Linked DNA regions of Muntiacus reevesi: region 2 is linked to region 1. The links are chromatin contacts, called in public Hi-C maps. All regions are on one chromosome and are shown on one strand. Each heading gives the region's core, a stretch centred on a gene start, on an enhancer-like site or on the middle of the called end of the contact. The rest is flanking DNA. Distances are from core to core; before and after follow the strand shown. Region 1 holds the start of HSPA5 (heat shock protein family A (Hsp70) member 5). Region 2 holds the start of NR6A1 (nuclear receptor subfamily 6 group A member 1).

The links. A called contact is a pair of places that touch in the nucleus more often than the background predicts.
Region 2: a contact with region 1 is called in a Hi-C map of muscle, with 7 times the contacts expected there. The contact joins the promoter of NR6A1 here to the promoter of HSPA5 in region 1. A contact is called at or near these places in 2 of 3 Hi-C or Micro-C datasets (blood and muscle).

The regions. Positions count from the first base shown.
Region 1 is chr3:10,355,628-10,360,531 of mMunRee1.1, reverse strand. It overlaps HSPA5 (heat shock protein family A (Hsp70) member 5), which reads right to left and starts at 1,894. Exons shown (of 9, transcript XM_065928455.1): 1 at 1,800-1,894; 2 at 1,493-1,718; 3 at 1,163-1,394; 4 at 623-760; 5 at 216-328; 6 at 1-122. The coding sequence starts at 1,617.
Region 2 is chr3:10,675,399-10,680,302 of mMunRee1.1, reverse strand. NR6A1 (nuclear receptor subfamily 6 group A member 1) reads right to left here and starts at 1,914. Exons shown (of 10, transcript XM_065928471.1): 1 at 1,629-1,914. The coding sequence starts at 1,728.

The DNA.
Region 1 (4,904 bases), core at 645-3,144:
CAAAGACACCATTATCAATGGTGAGAAGAGACACATCGAAGGTTCCACCACCCAGGTCAAACACCAGGATGTTCTTCTCCCCTTCCCTCTTATCCAGGCCATAAGCAATAGCAGCTGCTGTACTGTTAGAGAAATGAGAAAGAAAAACAAACCTTACTTAACTTTTCCCTTTCCACATTTGGCAAATGTGCCGTACTTTTGAATTTGACACTTACGGCTCATTGATGATCCTCATGACATTCAATCCAGCAATAGTGCCAGCATCTTTGGTTGCCTGGCGTTGGGCATCATTGAAATATGCTGGTACAGTAACAACTGCATGAGTAACCTAAAATGATTAACAAAAGGTAGTTAGACATATTTTATCATACAGTTCAACTTTTATTTAAGTTACAAACTATCACTTTATTTTTAAGATACATAATTATATGTGTGTGGACTTGCAAGCAGTAAGTCATAAATGAAAAGACCCTAGTATTTTGTTTGATCTCCAGTAAAACATGCAAGTAATTAAAACTGATGTACATGGATGTCAGACTTTTAAAATGATGAAAGCATCTACACAACACAATCAGAAACGGTAATAATAAAACTGCTCAACACTCTTCTGGAAAATACCTACCTTCTTTCCCAAATAAGCCTCAGCAGTTTCCTTCATTTTAGTGAGAACCATGGCAGAAATTTCTTCAGGAGCAAATGTCTTTGTTTGTCCACCTCCAACATCAACTTGAATGTATGGTTTAGTTTTCTTTTCAACCACCTATTTGAGAGAATAATTATTATCTTCAGAGATAGAAGCAAAAACATTTTAAACTTTAAAAAGAGGACTGAGACTCACTTCCTTCTCCAAAGTTGGGTTTACTTTGGACCCTTTGAGCTGAATATTTGGGGCAGAAATATTTAAGGTGTCGAAGGTGCCTTACAATTACAAGCCACTTCGGTTTTAATCAGTCTCTTAATCCTAAACTATTGTCGACAGAGTAGTTACGCATGAAATTCCTTGCCAACTTTACTATCTTCAGTTCTGAAACATACTAGGAGTATAAAATAAAATTATATACACACATCTATATCCCCTTTGCTTGTGCCTCAACTTTTTAATCCTAAATACTCCCATCACCACCACCCACTATCTATTTAGAAGAGAAAAACCGGTTCGAACCTTGAAAGGTAAGAACTTGATGTCCTGCTGCACGGAAGGGTCGTTCCATGTCCGGCCAATGAGTCGCTTGGCGTCGAAGACTGTGTTCTCAGGATTGGAGGTGAGCTGGTTCTTGGCTGCATCGCCGATCAGACGCTCCCCTTCAGGAGTGAAGGCCACATAAGACGGCGTGATGCGGTTGCCTTGATCGTTGGCGATGATCTCCACGCGACCGTTCTTGAACACCCCGACGCTGGAGGAAAAAACCGAACGGAAGGAATCAGCACCACGATGCTCCGGGCAGCCCAGGAGACCACGCCCCATTTTCCCCTCTCCTCAAACCCCACTTACCAGGAGTAGGTGGTGCCCAGGTCGATGCCGACCACCGTGCCCACGTCCTCCTTCTTGTCCTCCTCCTCCGCTCGTGCCATGCCGAGCAGCAGCAGCAGCACCGCAGCCACCAGGGAGAGCTTCATCTTTCCGGCGCCGTCGGCCAGTCGGTCAGCAGGCAGCTATAGGGCTTCGGAGGAAAATCAGCCACAGGCCGCAAACACGGGAGCGCAAAGAGGTTCCTGAGCTGAGGATGACAAGGCCCCGGATGAGGAGAACAGTGGACAATAAGAAGGGCAGGTTCGAAAAGACAGGCCGCAGCACCTACCTCTCAAACGCAAGAAAACCTTAAGTCGATGTGTCTGGGATGTCTCGGTCAGCGTCGACCGCGCCGTCGCCTACTCCGCTTATATACCCTCCCCCCAGCCCCGTCGTGGAGGCCGCCGATTGGCGAAGGCGCAGCTCGTTGGACGTCGCTGATTGGTCCAGGCCACCAAGCTGGCCGCCGCGGATTCGAAGCGGCCCCCTCCGCAGCTAACGTCATCGCTACGCCCTCCTGGCTGACTCATTGGCTGTTGGGCGCCCCCCAACAATCACCAATGAGACTCTACATCCGCCCTGTGCTCCAGCTCCATTGCTTTAGCAGCTGCCTATCAGTGACGGGACCTCTCACCCCGAGGTGGTTTCCGCCGGTAACAGCTGATGTCCCGCCTCCACGCTGGGCCCTGAGGGGATCGGGGCCCGTCCGGCGTGCAAGATACCCCCGAGGCAGCAGGACTTGAGTCCGTGCCTTCTCCACGACCACCCCGCCTGACCTTCCTCCGTCCCTCTCGAGGGAAGCGACTGTTTTCTCCTCCCCTCCTCCATCCCGTCCCAGGCATGCAGGTGTCAGCGTAGATGCTGTGATCTCCTCCGAACAAATTTCTCTGTCCTTTATAGCCGCCACAGGTACTAGTGTCGTGGGGTCTTTTGTTGCTCATCATGCCGCAGCTCTCGAGTTGGGACCTAGTCTGGGCAATGCCCGGTCGCGAATCATGGCTCCTACTACTTATATGCCCCGCACCCGCTATCCCGCTGTCTTTCCCAGGTCTCCCCACATTGCCTTGCCCCACGGTAAGTCCCGGGACAGACCTGACCAAAGTAATTGACTCCTATACAGAGTCCCCTACACACGTGGCAACCCTGCTCTTAAGAGCGTGCTAATGCCATCACTCCCACCTTGGGATGTGTCATTTTTCTAGTTTGTCACCCCTTGTCTTGCCTCTCCTTGCCATCATTTCCTTTTGTGGCTCAGATTATCATTTACAATGCCTTCTTCATCCTTCATTGATACCTTTTTACCTTCACTTCTGGAAAAGGTCTGATTGTGCTTAAATGTATTTAATGGACAAAGACCTCTGGATAATGCCGTACTCTTGTAGCAAAAAGTATAAAGGCTGCTATTTACTTTAGCCTTACTCTGTGCTAAGCATTATTCTTTTGCCTTTCGGTCCTTACAATTCAATACTTGGCATTTCCCATTTTACAGATGAGAACATTGAGACCAAAGAGATTAATTGTCACAGAGCTGCTAAGTGATAGAGTTATCATTGATATCCAAGTAAGCTTGACTCTGTAGCCAATACTTATAAGAAGTTTTTAAATTTGTTTATATTTTGGCCTCTGTAGAGCATGTGGGGTATTAGTTCCTCAACCAGGGATCAAACCCATGTCCCCTGCATTGGAAGCGCAGTCTTAACCACGGAACTGCCAGGAAGGCTCCCAACAATTTTTAAATTAAGTTCACTTATTCAACAAATCATTTTAGAGGCCCTACTAGAGATGGGTCAAAGGCCTGATACAAAATATTTTGAGATGCTTACAGAAATTTTGTGGGACTTAACCACAGTCAGGAGCTAGTGACTCCAGTGTTTTCTGCACTAAATGGTTTCCTGAGATTCATTGGTATGAGCAGTACTATGTCTAAATAGCACTGAAACATCTTACACATAGTTGACTAAGATGCTGAGCCTAGGAGTCAGTACTCAGGAATTTTTCTTTCTCCTTTAGTGCTCCTCAAAGGTCATGCTGGTGACTCAGTGTTGACTCCATTCTTACAATTGAAGTTGCATCATGCGTCCCTTTCACAGGGCTTGTAATACTACTGTAACAACTACCCTTCTTCAGGTTACATCAGTCCATTATCAACATGGACATCACCATTCCACCACATTACAGTTACATATCATTTCAAGCAAATTTTCTGTATGTATCATAGTCCATATCCATTAAAAACAGCTGTCAATTTCAGCCTCATCCTTGATTGATGGAGTAGCCTTTGCAGCTCTCCTTTTCTGAGATTTAGAAAAGTGGTATCTGGCTAACTGCTAAAGAGAATTGAGTATATTGGTGGTTGTAGTATTTTTAAAAGTCAAATATATTAGGTAAATTATAGTGTATTCCAAAGTGCAATCATTTATGGATTGAGTAGGAAAATCAGTAAATAAATTTAGTTTGCTGAATGTTAAATATCAATAATAACAGTGCTAAGTTATCAATATTTAAGTGCTAAATACTATGCTAAAAGCTGTAAGTGCGATATTTCTTTTAATCCTTCAGAAAATATTTTTTAAACCTCTACCTTGGGGATAAGGAGTATGAAGCTCTAAGAGGTAAAGAAACTTGGCCAGGAAATCACACAGTCGAGAAGATACGGAACCAGAATTTGAACTTTAGCAGGTTAATTTTTAATTTCTGTAGTGTGGGTTGTTGTCCTGAACTTCAGGTTCATAAGACTTCTGTAGTTTTTAGGATATAGAGTAGTTACATAGTTTACAAGTATTTTGATATTGGTGATAGACAAATGTAGATTTTTATCCAGTAATTTAAACAAGCTCATTTTACTTGTGCTCTTATGGGTAAGAAAATAGACTTCTATTCCCATCTGATCTCAGAAGGCTAAGCAGAGTTACAATTGATTAGGATTGGATGTTATTTAGCTCTTAAATCTTCCTTTCTGAAAGGGAATTAAAGGCATAGAACAAGAAGGAAAAGGCCAATGTAATCAACAAGTTGAATATTTAGACCCTGATAAGTTCACATACTTTGCTGGAGAGAATATTCAGCTAAGAGGGCATATGACCATGGAAACACCCAACCTCCCAGAGCCTCAGTTTCTTCTTCTATTGAATGTCAGGAATTTCTGTCCCTCCTTGTCGTGGTGGCTTGTTTCAAGGATCAAATGAGATATTGTATGTGAAAGTTGTACAGTAGTGGTAATGCTATTATTTATCATATAAATATACTATGTGAATAAATTTTAGAAGCTCTTCAAGAAAACCACCTCTTGAGAGTGAATTTTCAAGATTACTTTCTTTTTTTTTCAAGATTACTTTCTATGGGAAATAATGTTTGGTGATCGCATTGAATTTGAGAAAAATTTTTGGAAATGCTT
Region 2 (4,904 bases), core at 665-3,164, 320 kb before region 1:
CATTCATCAACTGAGCGCCTAAGTGACTTATTTTCAGGTTACTTTCCTCACACCTGCCAGGTCACTGTCCTGATTGAGAAACTTCTTGCTGAAGCAATTAATTTTTAGTGCCTACTAACTGTCCCGGGTGTTTGCATTCAATTTGAAATCTGTTACTTGTTAGACACTGTTCGGTCCTAGATCTTTCAGAGAATTGCGCGTTTATGGCGCAGAGAGGGGAGGAGGCGCGGATCTCCGAGAGCCTGCCCTTTATTCGGAAATGAGGAGATGTGAAAGGTGGAAGGCAGGGCAAATAAATAAATAAATCGGGTTTGCCGCCGAAGCGTTTGCCGGCCGGTACGAGCACCCTTTGTAATGCAGGCCTCCCGGGGCTATCGCCTGCGCTAATTGCTCCAGGGCGCTTTCCAAGTTCAAAAGTTCACCTTTTACGACCTCACAAAAGCTCCTTACACGTTACCAATAAAAACATTCCGCGGCAAACACTGTGGGGGGAAATATCAAACAGATACAAATAAAACACCCCGCGGGGGCAGAGAGCCGGGGGCCGGGGAGGGGGGGCGGGGAGCGGTGGGGGGAGTCGGGCCCAGCCGCAGCCCGGAGGAACCTGAGGACTTGGCCGGGACATGGGGACAGGGGGGGCGCGAGGAGGGTAGGGCTGGGCCAGGTGAGGAGTCGCCCGGGCTCCGGGAGCGCCAAACGGAAGAGAAGTAAGGCTGGGCGGACGCGGGCCTGGACCCGCGGGCGGAAAGAGGAAAGAGGCAGGTGTCCCGGGCCCCCGGTCAGGCCGGAGCGCCGAGGCATCGGTAGACCGGGCTGAGCAGGGCGGGCAGGAGAGCGCGGGGCAGGAGCGCGAACAAGCGGGGTCCGAAAACGAACCGCTGAGCCAGGAGCTCTGGGACTAGGGGGTGGGCGCCGAGAGGGAGGCGGGTGGGCAGCCCGGGAAGCGCGGCAGCGCGGAGGGGAGAGAAAGAGGCTCCCAAAAGGTGAGGGGCAGAGAGAACCCAGGGGACGAGGGTGTGGCGGCGGCAGGGCGCCGAGGGAGCGTCCGCGGAGGGAGGAGGGACCCGTGGGGGGGAGCGCTGAGAAGGTCGGCGGAGGGGAAGGACTCGGCGCTGAAGGGACCCTTTGGGGGAAGAGACCCTCGCACGGGGATCCCCCGGAGGCCGAGAAGGGGACGATGAGAAAGAGGGGACCACAGAGGGAGGGGACGCCCCCACTGACGGGACTCGAGGTGAAGGAGGCCGGTGGAGAGGGGCCGGTGCAGAGGGGATCTGGGAGTGGGGGGGGGGGGATTCGCGCTGAGGGACGGGGCCGGGGGGAGGGGAGGCCTGTGTTGAGGGGACAGAGGAGAGGGGGAAACGGAGGTCGGGGTGGAGGGAACCAGGCAGGAGGAGGATCCGCGCGGAGGGGGGTCCGCGGGGGGGGGGGTAGTCCCCGGGGGGTGGGGGGGCGACGAAGGAGAATCGGCGCTGAAGGGGGACCGGGGTGAAGGTCCGCGCTGAGGGGACCCGGAGTCGCCGCGGCTTCCCAGAGAGAGAGAGAGTCAGCTGAGAGGACGGGACTTCCCGGGGTAGGGGGACAGAGGCCCGGTTCTCGCCGGGCCGAGACTTCGCACGCCCCTCACCCACCGTTGCGCGGCGGCGGAGGGAGCGCGGCGGGCGGCTCCAGGAACCCCGCCGAGCCCCCGCCGCCTCCCCCTCCGCTAGGCGGCCGTTCGTCCCGCTCCATGCGGTGGAGCTCAGGGCCCGCGCTCGGTTCGCTGCTCCGCCATAACCGGCGCCCTCGTCGCCGTCGTCGTCCGCCAGGGGGAGGGGGCTGTCAGGGGCCAGCGGGCTCCCGGCCGCGGCGCTCTCTGGGCCCCGATCCGCCGGGCTCCGCGCCCCTCCGCGCCGCGCCCCCTCAGCACTGGCCAGCTCCCACCCCCGACGTCACGCGCCACTGCCACGCACTGCCCTGCGGGGCACGCTGGGAATTGGAGTCCGCCGGGCGAGGCCGGCCACGCTGGACCCCACCAACTGAAGGGGTGGGAGAAGGGAAAAGCGGCCTTAAGAAGGGAAGGCCAAGGCCTGTTAACATCACGAACACTGATGAAGACTTCCGGTACAAGTTGAATAAAGATTATTTCAGGACCTTCTCTTTATTATAACTTATCCGTGTGCTCAACCTTCCCTAGGACGCCTCGGATCCCCCCACCCCGAGAATGAGTCTTTCCTAGGAGGCGGATCGCCAAGGAGCCGGGTGAGCACGTGCAAAGAGGCCCAGCCCCGTAGGCGGGTCTCAGAGGGGGCGGTGTTTGTAGGTATTCACGAGGGCCTTCCACCGCGGCTTCGGGACAAATTGGACCTGAGATTAAAGGACCGGAGTTTAACTCGAGGTGACCGCGTTCGTATGCAAATGGAATCTATAAAACTCTGCTTTCCGGGGTACTCTTTAAAGCCTTTTTACCTCCGGGTGGGCGGGAAAGACTGAAGTTTCTCTTCCTCCTCTTTCATTTTCCCCCTGCCCAAGGAACGGAACAGAATGGCAAACTAAGCTTCAAGCCATTGATGCTATTAAAGAAACTCAGGCTCTTTACTCCTGGGGTCTTGAAGCCCTTCGTTTGAGAGCGTCCTTCCTCGGCCTTGTTCGCCTTCCTTGCTCCTCAGTTTTCCTATCAGTAAAACGGGGTTAGAATAGGGACAGGGTCCAATTGGAAGATCCCAACCTTCCCCACCCGTGCTCCTTGCCTCAGTTTCCCAGAGCATAACCCGGATTTTGCCGTTTCCGCTGCAGAGCCCACCTAGTATGCCACCAGGTGGCGCGCGGCCACCAGCGTCTAGGCTTGCCCCGGGCGTCCGCCTTCAGCGATCCTCTCTGTAAAGGGCTCATCGCGGCCGCCTCCCAAGGTCTAGCTAGGTTCTACCTGGTCAGTTCGAAGACAAAGAACGAGAACACTGATTCCTTGCCGGCCTCTAGTCTCCCGGGTTATGCCGCAGCTTCCTCACTGGCTGCCCACTCCCCCGCCTGTCTCCCACCCTGACTACAACCCCGCCCCACCAATCCGTCGGCTTGTCTATGTCATTGCTTGCTTAATTTTTAAGTTCTTATACTGGCTCGCACTCCTGCCTGATCTGACCCCTTCCACATTTCTCATCACAGCCCTTCCCTCACCTGCTTGGCAGGATGTTTTGTGATGCTTCCCTGTATTTACTGGTTGAGTGGCTGTACCTTACCAACACCGGTTAACCTGTACTGCATCCTTAATCTGTAACTGCTACTGTTCTGAGAGTTTGACATTAACGCCATGTTCTCTAAACCCCACATCTGCTTTATGGGGAGCTTTAGCTCCAATAATGCCCCTATCATATACTGACGAAATCACCCGTTAGTAATGGGGATTCCAAACCCAGTCGGTCAAACACCAGGACTTGAACGCTTGGCTCCTTCACACTGTTGGCTTCACCCAATCCACTCCCAAACTCCTATTGATCTTTCAAGATCCTGTTCAAATATCCTCTCAAGGATATTCATATATCCCACCAGGGGACACCTAGATCTCCAGTGTGTTCCCTTACTGCTGTTGAGTTCTCTGTGGGCTGTGATAAATGATCTCTGTGTGATTGCTTCCCCACTACTGTTCCCCAGCTCCAGAGGGGGAGGGGAACCCTCAGAGTAGGGGTGGTAGGTGGGGGTGTTGAGCTGGGGAAGGAGACAGAGGAGATGGGTCTTCTGGGCCATTCCCTCAGCTCTAGGTTCTAAAAAGAGTTAGGATCAGATGGCCTTCCTAGAGCCAAAACTTCCCTTTATCACAGACTTCTGGAGGTAGTAAGTTCCCCTTCCCTGGAGAGCCAATCAGGAGCTAAGTGGCACTGTAGAAACCTCTGGAAGGCCTGGGGTTTTCTAAGTCGACTCTCAAAGATGGACAGAGAAGTTCAAACTCTCAGCCCTTAGAAGCAGCTCCTCCTTTTCCTTCAGAGTCCAGCTCTGCTGTCAACTGCCACCCAAAAACCTTTCTAGATCTTGACTAGTCAAATCCGTTTTCTCACTCTCATCATTATAACCCCAACTGCTGAGGACAAAACCTGAACACAGTAGACAATAAATAATCGGGGAGGGGGTGAAAGAACAAATAAAGCATATCTAATCTTTTTACTTAATAAGTGCGACTTTGGTTACCTCCAAGCTTCAAAGTCCTGGTTTCAGGCTTCCCTCGTGGCTCAATAGTAAAGAATCTACCTGTCAATGCAAGAAACATGGGCTCGATCCCTGATCTGGGAAGATTCCACATGCCTCAAAGCAACTAAGCTGGTGTGCCACAATTATTGAGCCTGCATGCGCCTAGAGCTTGTGCTGTGCAACAAGAGAAACCACCACAACGAGAAGCCTGTGCGTGGCAAAGAAGAATAACCCCCAACCCCAAAACACGGCTAAAGAAAAGCCGTCGTCGCAGCAGTGAAGACCGGCACAGCAAAACATAAATAATACATTTTTTTTTACGTGGATGGGAGGGAGGGGAGGATAATAGTTACTACCTTATGGGTTGTTACGAGAATCAAATAAGATGATGCATGCAAAGCATTTAACAAAGTGGCTTAACAAATAGGACTTGTTACTAATGTTATTTAAAGAGTGGTCCTAATTCCCAGTTACTTCTCTTCTGAAAATGCTTCTTGGCAAGAGTCAACTAACACAAAACTGAGAAGGGTGAGGGAAATGACTGTGTACTGAAACCCCAGCCATTGTTCTAAGCAGGTAGGGTCCTGTCCTTCACCTACATTGTCCCCCCAACAATCCCAAGAGGTCAACACTTTTCTCCACAAATTAAAAATGAGGAAACAGGTTGAGAAAGATAAAAAAGACTCCCCCACACATACACACACCAGCAGGACAAATGACGAAAGAGGAAGAAAATTATCTAAGGAGAA